2 separate regions of the Mus musculus genome follow, and region 2 is linked to region 1. A link is a contact called in public Hi-C data. All regions are on one chromosome and are shown on one strand. Each heading gives the region's core, a stretch centred on a gene start, on an enhancer-like site or on the middle of the called end of the contact. The rest is flanking DNA. Distances are from core to core; before and after follow the strand shown. Region 1 overlaps Gm30392 (a long non-coding RNA gene). Region 2 has its middle 26 kb from the start of Dad1.

Evidence for each region. A called contact is a pair of places that touch in the nucleus more often than the background predicts.
Region 2: a Hi-C map of the P5424 cell line shows a contact between it and region 1, with 2.3 times the contacts expected there. The contact joins two enhancer-like sites. A contact is called at or near these places in 1 of 15 datasets of contacts at CTCF or cohesin (CD8 T cells), 1 of 484 Hi-C or Micro-C datasets (the P5424 cell line) and 2 of 115 datasets of contacts at active chromatin or transcription factors (CD8 T cells and large pre-B cells).

What each region holds. Positions count from the first base shown.
Region 1 is chr14:53,989,436-53,995,479 of GRCm38.p6, reverse strand. It overlaps Gm30392 (a long non-coding RNA gene), which reads left to right. Exons shown (of 3, transcript XR_874626.2): 1 at 1-162. It also overlaps Tcra and Tcrd. Among named protein-coding and RNA genes, the nearest start is that of Gm30392, 3.1 kb to the left of the region's middle. Within about 2 kb of position 3,884, at least 8 of the 459 cell types and tissues checked have an H3K27ac peak or open chromatin away from gene starts, as enhancers often do. A contact at or near this core is called in the P5424 cell line, where this site is marked.
Region 2 is chr14:54,224,514-54,230,557 of GRCm38.p6, reverse strand. No RefSeq gene overlaps it. Among named protein-coding and RNA genes, the nearest start is that of Dad1, 26 kb to the left of the region's middle. Within about 2 kb of position 2,872, at least 240 of the 459 cell types and tissues checked have an H3K27ac peak or open chromatin away from gene starts, as enhancers often do. A contact at or near this core is called in the P5424 cell line, where this site is marked.

The DNA of each region.
Region 1 (6,044 bases), core at 2,635-5,134:
GCTTGCTGGTTCCGTTCTCCTCCCTGGAGATGCTGAGTTCAGCCTCTTATTTGAGTTTCCAGCAGTGTGAACTGACCTTTGCAGCACTCTCAAGAGTTTCCTGGTGGGACCCAGCTCGGTACAAGCAGTTTGGCATAGCTGAGGGTACCAGCTCACTTCTCTGTAAGTCCCACCTTGTCTCATTTCTGTAGACCTTTTTATTACTTCTCGGTTGGTGGCTTTGTACCTTGGCTTTGTCCCTTCTAAAGTGGTCTCACAGACGCTGCTTGTGCTCTGTCATCTCAGCTCCACTTCCGGATTGTCTGTGTGGAGGCTGACCTTGAATCTGTGCTGTAGCTAGGCACAGCCTTAGCTTGTGATCTTCCTCGGCTCCGAGATTTAACGTTTGTTGTTATTTCTCTGATTGTTAAAAACTTGCTTACGTTTTAATAAACTGGCCATGAACTGGTTATTTTTTCTTCTGAGATGTTAATGTTTTACTATTGATATAGCATGTTTTAGCTACAAGGGTGTTATCAGAATATCACACCATGCACTTCATTATAAAATGTTCATACATACATATTACTTTTATTGTACTTACCCCCCATCACCCACAACTTTTCTCTATTCTCTCTTTTATACTCTAATAGTCATTTTATATTTTCACATTTCTTTTTGGTTTTAAATTTCAACTATAATTTTATAAGGAGTTCTAAAATGCAGCTAAAGAGAATAGTTAATGTATGTTGGAAATATAGTTATTGTCAGTGAGTATTATGCACTGTATACACTTACATGTCCTGTACTATATATTATACTTTTATGTCTGGCAGTGATGTCTCCCCATCCCCCTCTCTCTCCCCTTCCCTTCTTTAGACAGTTCCACAGCTAATGTGAGTGTGTGTGTGTGTGTGTGTGATCCACAAATATGAGAAAATATAAGATTTATCTTTCTAAGTCTGCCTTAACTTGCATAACTTAATGATCTCCAGTTATACTCATTTCCCTGTGGATAGCATGCTTTTATTCTTCTTTATGGCTGAATAAAATTTTATTGGGTTTGTACCATATTTTCTTCATCCATTACTTTGGCTTTTATTCGTGTGTTTATTTGGTTTTGATGTTTCTGAGGTAGGGCCTCATGTACTTAAGGCTGACCTCAAACTTGCTGTATAGCTAAGGATAACCTTGAATTCCTGATGCTGTTGCTTCTGTACAGGCCTGGGCCACAATGCTTTGCTCCTGTTCCTTGTTGATGGACACTTAGGTTAATTCCAGGACTTAGCTATTGCAAATGGTGAGGTGATAACGATCAATGTCCAAGTATTTCTATGATGTTGACTGAAGGTATTTCATTTATATATATACATATATATGAATAAATAAATATAATAGTACACCTGGGTCACCAGGATTTCTTTTTAACTGCCATACAGATTTTCACGCTGGCTAAACTAATTTACATTTCCATCAGGAACATATAAGGGTACCCCTCTCTCTGCATTGCCAATATTTTTAGCTATTTATTTTCTTATGATTTCCATACCCTCTGAGTGGTGCAAAATAAAAAGAAAAATTCCAGTTTCACTATAATTCTTCTGTTGTCAGTCATTTGTGTAGCCTGTCTTCAATTGAAATAGCATTATGAGGTTTGAACAAACATATTTTATATCAGAGCCCGAGAAGTTAACTAGAGCATATATCCTTCTATGGTTATTTTGTTAATTCTTTATATTTTCTCTCTTTGCCTTAGAAGAGAAAACAAGGAAGGACCTGAGCAGAAAACTCCAGATGCTAGACTTTGGCCAGTATCCAGAAGAGTGAAAAAAGAGATAAGAAGAGGAGGAGGGGAGAGGAGAAGGACGGGGAGGAGGAGAAGTTAGACTTTCCTAGGTAACTGAGAAAAGTCAGCAGGCTCAGTCCATCCACCTGCCTGTGGCTGCCTGAGCCTTAGCACCTGGGGCAGGCTTTCTGAGAAGGAACAGTGTATTAACCTGAGAGGGTGGTGAGAAGGAAAGACACACAAAGAAAGGACCTAAGACACCACAGGCCTTTATTCTAGGGAAAAAAAACCTTACAGGTGGGGGCTCTCTGTAAGAATCAGATCTCCCCTCTGCTTGCATCTGGGGGCAGCTATCGGGTAGGAAGGGAAGAGACTGCATCTGGGGCAGTCATAGGGTAAAAAGAGTAGAGATTGTATGGGGACAATTATAGGGTAGGAAGGGGGAGCGAATGCATCCAGGGTAGTAATAGGGTAGAAGGGATCGCATCCAGGGAAGTTATGGGATAGAACGGGGACTGAGAAGAAGGAGGTTGAGAAATTTCCTGTTTTGGCTGGCACTGGCAGTTGCTATGGGTAACTAGTGAATAGTCATTAAAGAATGTTCAGTGATCTGAATTGATTAGCATTCTTCCTGGCTAGTTGTTAATTGGGGTCAACAGGGCCGGAAAGACAAGAATCCAGAGAAACATGTTACTTTAAAATCTGAAACAAAATTTCTGACGTGACTAGAACTGTCGAAATTCAACCAAAGTAAATGTGCTTTACAAAATGGAGCAGCTACAGCTAACATTCCTGATCTAGAGAGGTGGAAAGGGGGACACAGCTGTCACGCCTGTAGCTTTTTCCTGCTGGAAAGGGGGGCGTCCTCATTGGGAGGGGGCCGTCTCTGATGCCAGAGATTTTGGAAGAGAGGGTTTGACGTCTCTTTTGGCAGTGTCACGGATAACAGAGCTCAGGCTTTGGCAATCTCATTAAAGGGATAATTATTCTTTCCATCTCTCACAGGGCTTAAGGTGAATCCACCTTCCCGAGGCATGGATTTTGGCTAGGTGATTGACTGGCTCAGTTGGATTAATGTTTATGTTTTGGGAGGTTTGCAACGTTATGTCTCTACCCAGGCAAAGAAAATAGTTTTCTTTTAATGGGCTTCTCCAGATCCCTGATCAAATATCTCACAACAAAGGAGTAGTTCTGAAATGTTATCAGAAGGGAACAAAGTTCTTACGGGTAAGGACAATGAATACTTCTCATGCTGAAGTTGTAAAAAAATCTCTATTTGGTTTGACTGCCCCCTTCCATCTCTAAATAGATCTTTCCTGGCACCTAGTTGAAGGGCTTATATTCAGTTTTTGATATCAACAGAGCAGGGTATCTCACTAACTTAGAATTGGGTGAGTCTAAGTCTTTCCTTGATGTAACAGTACAGAGCTGTTAACACAGTTTTGTGAATCCTTCCATGTTCCTATCTGTAGCATCAATACCTGAATAACTTATGAGTAGTTAAAACTAAAGACCTAATACATCCTGTGTGCACTGTAATTTTTTTAAAGCCCTGGTATCATTATCTTAAGTTTGAATAAGAAGCCCAGCATTCTATTGGACCCTGAAAATTACATAGACAGTCCTGCTGATGGTTGGTTGGTATCTTTGCATGCTCAGGAGTTAATGTTTTTCTCCATATGCTAATTACTCACCATTGTGCAGAACAATAAGGCACAGCTTTATTAGCCATTCACTGTCCCTGCTGTTTCAATTTTTCCACTATGTGAATGCCACAAGTTTCGAAGGTCCTTAAACACCTTAACATACTCCTTCGAGTAGAGATTCTTACACGACAGAAGGAAGTACTGTGACTGCCTTCTGGAAGATGCTCAATGGACCTTTCTATTATTTCCACTAAGCTCACAGTCAACTCACAGGAGATTCCTGGTCAGAGGATCCACAGAAGTGCCATTTAATATGTCTCCATCCCCTTTCTCCAGCAGGAACGGTGTCAACAGCTGTTCCTGAGTGGGCTTTTATCGTGCAGAAAGCCTCTGAGCTCAGTGTAACTCCAGCCCCCATCTGTTCTGATGTCAATTCAACAGTCTTCCTGCTTTCATCTCCACCGCCTCTGTTCTCAGCAAAACAGCCTGAATGAGGCTCCTGAGTGGGGGCAAGATCACACCATCCTCTTCCCAGAGGCTTCCTGTGGCTTTCTGTTTCACCTAGCCCTTGAACACGCAAGGTGTTTACTGGCTGAGAACTGGTCCCTTTTCTCTCCCTGGAAAGCTCTTGCCCCAGATATCTTCAAGGTGTTCTCTCATCTTCTTCAAAGGCTTTCTCAAATGCAATTGCCTACTGTGACATCCTACCTAAAATTTCAAGGGGACTTCTCTCTCTGTCATCTCACACAGCAGCCACTATACCTCTAATTGCTTTGATTTCTCTCTCTCTCTCCTCATCTAACACATTGTGTAATTTACTTGTGTTTAAAGCTTATTAAATTCAGTTTTCAAAGAACCTGTTATACTATGCATTTTGTTATGGACATAGCACCCAGAATAAAGTCTGGCAAACAGTGGACACTGAGTAAACACCCATTGAATAATTTTTTGAACTGAGACAAATATGCTTCCTGCATTACAAAGGGCTGGTCATTGTCCACACGACTATGCACATTTCTTCCACAACTGCATCCGTGTTTTGGATTAGGTCTCACATACAGGTCAAGTTGTTTTTTCTGTGGACTGTTCTTCTGGGGAGGGACTTGGTTTACTTAAGGTGTTCTTTGGCCTAGTGCTTGAATCAATCAATTTTGGAATAGTGCTGAGGTTTCAGAGAAGGCCTGGAGGCTCAGGGTTCCTTTATATTGATGTATTTACATACCTGCCTTCAATGCAGGGTAAGACACTTAGAGTTTCTCTGTCTCAAGACTGAGAGCTCTTTCATAGGGTCTGTCATAAGCTCTGTTAATTCTCTGTGTTTTCCCTGAAAATGGGCCTGTATGCTGTCTCTGGAGAAGCCACGTACTTGCTCTTTCTTTGTCTTTATGGATTTCCTTCAGTAAACATAGTTCTTAGAAGCTCTGATAAGTGACATATATATTTTTCATTTTAAATGTCAGAGAGATACAGCTGATAAACACTATCAGTGGAGTGAGTGACTGGATACAAGATTAACTAAAAAAAAAAAATCATTAGCCTTCCTATATACAAATGACAAATGGACTGAGAAAGAAATTCAGAAAACAACACCTTTCACAATGGCCTCAAATAATGTGTTGTATCTTGGGGTAATTCTATCCAAGCAAGTGAAAGATTTATGTAATAAAAACTTCAAGTCTTTGAAAAACGAAATTGAAGTAGATATCAGAAAATGGAAAGAGCTCTCATGCTCATGGATTGGTAGGGTTAACATAATAAATATGGCCAACCTACCAAAAGCAATCTGTAGATTTACAGATTCAACACATCCCTCATCAAATCTCCTAAACAACTCTTTACCAACCTTGAAAGGACAATTCTCAATCTCATATGGAAAAACAAAAACCCAGGATAGCTAAAACAATCCTGAAGAATAAAATAATTGCTGGAAATATCACCTTCCCTGATTTCAGGTTGTACTACAGAACTATAATAATAAGGACTGCATAATATTGGCACAAAAATAGACATGTTAATAAATGGAATCAAATTTAGGACTCAGACATAAATCTACACATAAATGGATACTTGATAAAGAAGCCAGAAATAAATACTGAAAAGAGACAGCATCTTCAACAAATGGCGCTGGTCAATCTGGATGTCTGCATATAGAAGAATGAAAATAGATAAATATTTATCATCTTGCCCAAAACTCAAGCCCAAAGTGGAAAGACCTCAATATAAAACCAGAAACACTGACCTTGACTGATGAGAAAGTGAGGACTAGCTTTGAATGCAACATTGGCACAGGAGATGATTTTCTGAATTGAACACAGATAGTGCAGGCACTAAGATAAACAATTAATAAATGGGACTTCACGAAACTGAAAGGCTTCTGTAAGGCAAAGGACACCATCAGTTGCTCAAAGCAGTAGCCTACAGAATGGAAAAAGTTTTGTTGTTGTTGTTGGTTTTTTTTTTTTAAGGTCATATCCAATAGAGGACCAATATCAAAAATGTAAAAGGACTAAAGAAACTTGATATAAAAAAAAACAAATAATCTAATTTAAAAATTGGGTACAGATCTAAACAGAGAATTTTCAACAGAAGAGTCTCAAATGATTGACTGAGAAACACCTAAGAAATGCTCAGCA
Region 2 (6,044 bases), core at 1,623-4,122, 240 kb before region 1:
GTGCTGGGATTAAAGGCATGCGCCACCACTGCCCGGCCCACCGTGGTCTTATATAAGCCAGTTCGTATGTTTCCTAAGTTGTCAAAGGGGCAGAGAAATGCGCTGCCTTGGTTCAGGTTTGTAGGATCGAAGGAGGTAATGTTTGCTTTGATGTTGAGCAAGCACACACTATCGTGACTCGGGATTCTAGACGAGGATGTTGCCCGCTCATGTGATATCATTGGAATAACTCAGCCAGGGTCAGCAAGGAGAAGGAAGGATGCCCTAGAGTCGATAAAAATCATGTCTTGCGCCAGGCATGGTGGCGCATGCCTTTAATCCCAGCACTTGGGAGGCAGAGGCAGGTGGATTTCTGAGTTCAAGGCCAGTCTGGTCTACAGAGTGAGTTCCAGGACAGCCAGGGCTACACAGAGAAACCCTGTCTCGAAAAACCAAAAAAAAAAAAAAAAAAAAAAAATCGCGTCTTGCAGTTTTGTTGACCACAGTCTTTTAGGTTTACCTTGGGTATTTCCTGCCCAGACTGACCATGAAACAGACCAGTTGCTCCCACAACCTAAACCATGTTATTTGATCCACTTCACTCTCAAGTTCTGCCAGTCCCATCTTACGTCTGTCTGTGCTTCTTCCATCTGGTGTTTTCTTTATTTTTCCTTGGTTGATAAATTTAATGTGGATGTTTCAGAGAATGGAAGGAACTGGATGGTTTCAAAGTGGATTTCAGGAGGGCTTCAAAACTGGAATCCTGTGGCCTCTCTTTTTGTTTTTGTTTATTTCTGTTTATTTATTTATTTTGGAGACAGGGTTTTTCTGTGTAGCCCTGGCTGTCCTGGAACTCACTCTGTAGACTAGGCTGGCCTTGAACTCAGAAATCAGACTGCCTCTGCCTCCCAAGTACTGGGATTAAAGGCGTGCGCCACCACTGCCCAGCCCTGTGGACTCTGGAAGGGTGGTATGCTCACATTTCCAGGACAAACACACCCTAGGATATTGTAGGACACACTGGCTGGAGGAGGAATGCTTCTCAGAAAACCTGCCTTGAGGGGAGGTGCCTGGAGCGATTGTATCCTGCTACTACTGGCTCAAGGAATCCTACAATCAGGGAAGCCCCTGGGGTGCCAGAGAGGAGGGAAAAAAATGTGTCTCCTCACAGGTGATACAGTGAGAAGCATCAGGGGGGCCATGGGATACCGTGGGGTCCTGTGGTCCTGAAAAAACTGTGACCTTGCAAAAGCTGGAAGTCATGGAAGGAGTAACAGATGTGCGTGATAGAAGCTACTGGGGCCACAGTCACGGGCGAGGTGGGGGACCGCTGCTGAGCGGGGGACCTGGCGGGCCCCAAGCCTATGTGAGCGCCGGCATCCTCACGCAGCAGGCTGCTTTTATCGCAGCATGGGTGCATCCGAGCAAGCGCGCAGGATTATGGTCCATCCTTTCGCTCGTGCTGCCATCCCACTGCTTTGTGTCTGCCTGGGGATTTCGGTTCGCGAAGCATTAGCATACCATTATCTCCTCAGACAACAGGGAGAGAAGGTGGGCATGCATTCCGGTCTCCGTGTGAATAATGGAAAATGGAGAGAGACAGGGGAAAGTTAAATGTGCCACGAAGGACACTGAAGCTTACAGACCCTGCTTTGCCTGACCCCTGCCTGCCTGAGGACTGCCAGGAAGATATTAACAGAGGCCATAAAATTACAGCCATTACGTCTGTCTCCCATGCTCACACAGTGCCCGGACTGTCTGTGCCTTGACTTTAGGCAATCTTGAGTTTAATTTACACACACTGAGGTGCAGCAAACCCAGGCTTTCCAGCTGGATGCATTTTGACAGGCATCTACCCCGATGTGCCCATCATCCAGGTTCAGATCAACCGCCCCGAATTCCAAACCCTTGTTCTCCTTTCCCATCAGTCCTTTCTCCCTAGAGACACCTAGCATGTGAGTACCTGTTATGGGCGACCCCTTTGGCCATTTCTTAAACTTTAGTTGTATGGAGTCAGAGTCCCTGAAACCTGACACAGTGTCTGCCCTTTAACAGGTATCCCGCTGGAAGAAAGCCTTCGTTTCTAAACTACCTGAGAGAATGTTGGTACAAAGAGGAGAACTGAGGCTGCGGGTTTACAGGCTACAGAGTGAAGTCATGGATCCTGGGCCTGCCGGGCCCCATATTCCATCTCCTGGCTTCCAACAGGGTAGTTTCTTTCTGGGTTTCTCTTGTAGCTAGGTCTCCTAAACCTGGGTAGGCAGTGCCCCCTGCTGCCTGAAGGCCTGACCCTAGACTCTTTGCAGGCAGAGAGGATCACACAAGTCTGGAGTCCAGTGACTGGCACAGGGCAGGACCCTGTGAAACAGAAGCCACTTGTCATTTTATTTTCCTTTGGAAAGAGTTTTTCCGTAGGATGCAGGGATTTTCTTTATCCCGAATAAACACGCCGAGGGAGAAAGCCTTTTGGTGGAGTACTGCTGCCCCCGTGTGGCTACCTTAAGACACTACAACAGAGTGGGACTCCCAAGACGAAAGTTTTTCAGGTTTCAGGTTCTGCGACTTCCTAGGACCCTGAGAGACAGATGTCCACTAGGGTTATCTCTTGACACTTAAATTTCCTCCTGGAGTGGAAATGAGAGCGAATGGGGCTTCTTGTGGAAGGTATCTGTTGGGGAACGAGCCTTAGCTGTGTGTGTAGGCAGCTGCCTCTTTCACAACCTGTCCAGCACAAGCTGGACTGGACATAGACTTTCTCCCTTGAACTAAGTATATAGACTTGTCTAATTTGAGGGCAATAGAGGTCAGGGGAGGGGGACTTCTTGGGAGTGGAGCCGCAGTGCCTCCCCAGCCGGCTGCTGTGAATGGGTGTTACCACCAAGACCTGCAAGCCCCACCCAATGTGCTCTCCGTGGCCTTCTTTTCTGCACCTGTGGTTGGGCTGCGGTGTAACGGCCCAGCCTACCTCTTCTGGGCACGTGGCCCGGAGAGATCTTATCTCTAACTCTGTATTTTTAACTCCTCTTTCCAGAGGATGTGGCTTCTGCGGGAGAGCTTCAAAGGGGGACCTGTTTGCCCATGTCAGCAGCCGTGACGTCATGGAAGTGGGAGGCTGTTCAGACCCAAACACCTGGAGGGAAGTGGGAAACTTTTTCCATTTCCTGTTCTACTTCTGGCTATTGATTCACTATCTGACCAGCTTACCCATTTCAGGGTGCAGCTGTCTGTGTGATTCTTGGAGGAAATCCTATGCCTTGTGTGTCTGTATGAAAGGAGACAGCTGTGTTACCCATGTGGCTTTTACCCAAAGCAGGGCTGGCGATCCTTCAGACTGCCCCCCACCCCACCCCACCCCCACCCGTAGCCAGTACATGCAAGAGTTACAGTATTTGACAGGTCTCTCACACTCACCTCTGGGAAATATCCCTCGGGGACCCAGACTTCAATCTTGTCCAGGGCGGGGTGGGCTGGATATAGACTTCCTGCTTTGTAAACCGGAAGCCCTTCTTCCCACATGTTGCTCGAGGAACTAGGTTTCAGTGGGTTTGTGTGGGTCACTGGGGAAACTGAAATGGACATTAAGTGACCTTTGGCCCTGGATGCTGGTTCTCATGTAGGACCAGAGTCTTTAGACTTTTAGAAGCCAGTGTTTCCTGGTAACTGTCCTGCAGGATTCAGTCAACAGTCATGAAGCTAATGTGAGTCTGAACTCTTCAAGGGCGCACCACTCAAGCTCTGATTATTCTAATAGTTTTTGCCAAGCTACTCTATTCCTTGCAAAACCGAGACAGTGGCTCACCTGGCCTCTGTTAACGCCACTACGTTCCCTCTCCAGCTCAGGTCCCTCCCAGTGACTGTGTTGACCGTCATGATGTCATCTGTTGGTATCTGTTGGGTGCAAGGTACTGCACTAGGTATGGAGGAGCTACTGGTGAGCAAGGTATTCCTCCTATCCGAAGGGTCATCTATAGTCCCTTGCCAACATGTCACCTGGTAATAAAACACTATTAGATTTGATATTAGACATGAGCTTTGGGAGTTGGATTTTATGGTATACCCCAAACAAAAATGAGACAAAACTAAACCCTTGAAGCCTCAGGGGGTGGCCTGAGTGGTCAGAGCACACACCTGTCCAGCCTGCCTGTTTCTGGACTGAACTGTGACTCCAGCTGCACCGGACAACGTTGCAGAACACTTTCCACAGTTCTAGCCTTGGAACGTGAAGGGTCCGTTTTTTTTTCTGCCTTCAGAGCTGGCCTGCAGAAAACCCCTTAGGGAGTAAGGGCATTTATCTAGACTCTAGAGATACCCATTTTACAGCTGGCCCTGGCAAGGAGTTTGCTGGGCTATGGGTGCCTTCTCTTCGGGAGTTGGTCCAGACTGGTCTGGGAGCAGTGGCAGCCTTGTGACCATTGTCATGTCTTCAGGTTTCCTCAGTAGCCTCTTCCAGACTAAGCAGTGAGAGACCCAGAGTCCGACGTCGAAGAGTCTCTGCCTGTTCCCCACACTTGTTCAGCTCCTGTGGAGATTTAGCCTCAGCTGTGGGAGAAAGTTCTTGTTCTGATTGGATGGCGATGAAGTTGACTTTGATCTATCAGTGGCCTCCTGTCTGCCTTGTCCCGGCCTCGCTTGAGTTGGGGCTGGAAGCTATCTATATTCACTTCACCGCTGTGGGAGGCCCTTCAAATCCCTGCCACGTCACCTCACTCTGGTCCTCAGGTGACGTTAGGGTTCTTGTGACCTCTGGATGTTGCTCTCTGGGGACACTGGGCTAGCATGGTTCAACCGAGGCTGGGCCTCTTTCACGTTTAGTGAGGAGGTCTGTCTTTGATTCCTATACTGCCTTCTAGGCTTCTTACTCTGTTCCATTCCCACAAGGTCCCCCTTCAGCCTCTGCATTATGGCAGCCAGTTTTTAGGAGCCCGGCATCTCCTCAGCCACCCACGCTTTCTTTGCCTGGATTTTTTTTTTTTTTTTTTAATAGAACAAAGTGAATTACCACTTTAGGAGCAAGGAAAAAAAAAAAAAGACAAACTAATTTGCCCTAAGTTCTTAATGGTTGATAAAGGCTTGCTGCACTAACCTTCCCATGGGCACTTTCATCTAATACAGGGAAGAGAATGGTTTAATTAAAAGAAATCCCCAGTGGTAGTCTTTGGCATCGTGTCAGACACTCGAGGAGGGGCGTGGGATTGAGGCTCTTCGCCCCTCCTCCCCTGTGTGTGTGTGAGGGTGGCCCTGTCATGGTGGTGTTTCCTGAGGCCGTCCCCGTCACTGGTCTCAGAAGGCTTCATTGTGGGCTAGAGATGAGGCAGTTTAGAAATGACGGGGTTCTGCGGTCACTCTAATCAGGGGTGGCCGGGAGAGGGAACATGGGTTTTTGCTGTAGTCTCCAGTCGAAACTGACATTTCATGGCTGGTGACCCTGAAGCTCACAGGAGGGAGGGACATGCCCTCGATCACACTCGAAAGCTGGTCAGCCCCATCTCTATGAGAAGAAGCAGGCCTGGGAGTCACAGCTGGGAGGATTAGCATATTTCTGGCTAGTGTGGTCATAGACACACAGTTGAACCAGGGAAAAGCTGGGTGGTGGCAGTGGGTGGGGGTGGGGGAGTCCTGGGAACTAGTAAGTACTCCCGTTTGGTGTGAGCAGTTGGTCTCTGAAGTGTGTTTCCATCAGAATCCCTGCCTGCCCTTGGGGAAAGGAGACTGATAGGAGAGGCTCCCTCTCTGCCAAGAACAGTGGGCTGTGAAGGCAGAGACTCTCATGGCTAGGAAGAGCTGAGAATGCCTGCTGTCCTTGGCCAAGTCCCAGACAGTAGATTTGTAAGGCAGAACACAGGTTCAGTAGCAAGGCAGTCTGATGGGAGAGCAAGGGTGTCCCTGGAGGGCAGGAGCCAGTGGGTGAGAACCTGGAGGACATTCCTCATCCTTGACTGGTAAAGTTCAGCTACAGGTCAGAGCCTGCCCATCAGCCCCCTGCGGTCAGCCTCTTAATGGGTGCGGCATGAGCGGGGACTCTCCCCTGTAAAAGGAGCTTCCTGGCCCTTGGTACAGCTTGCTTA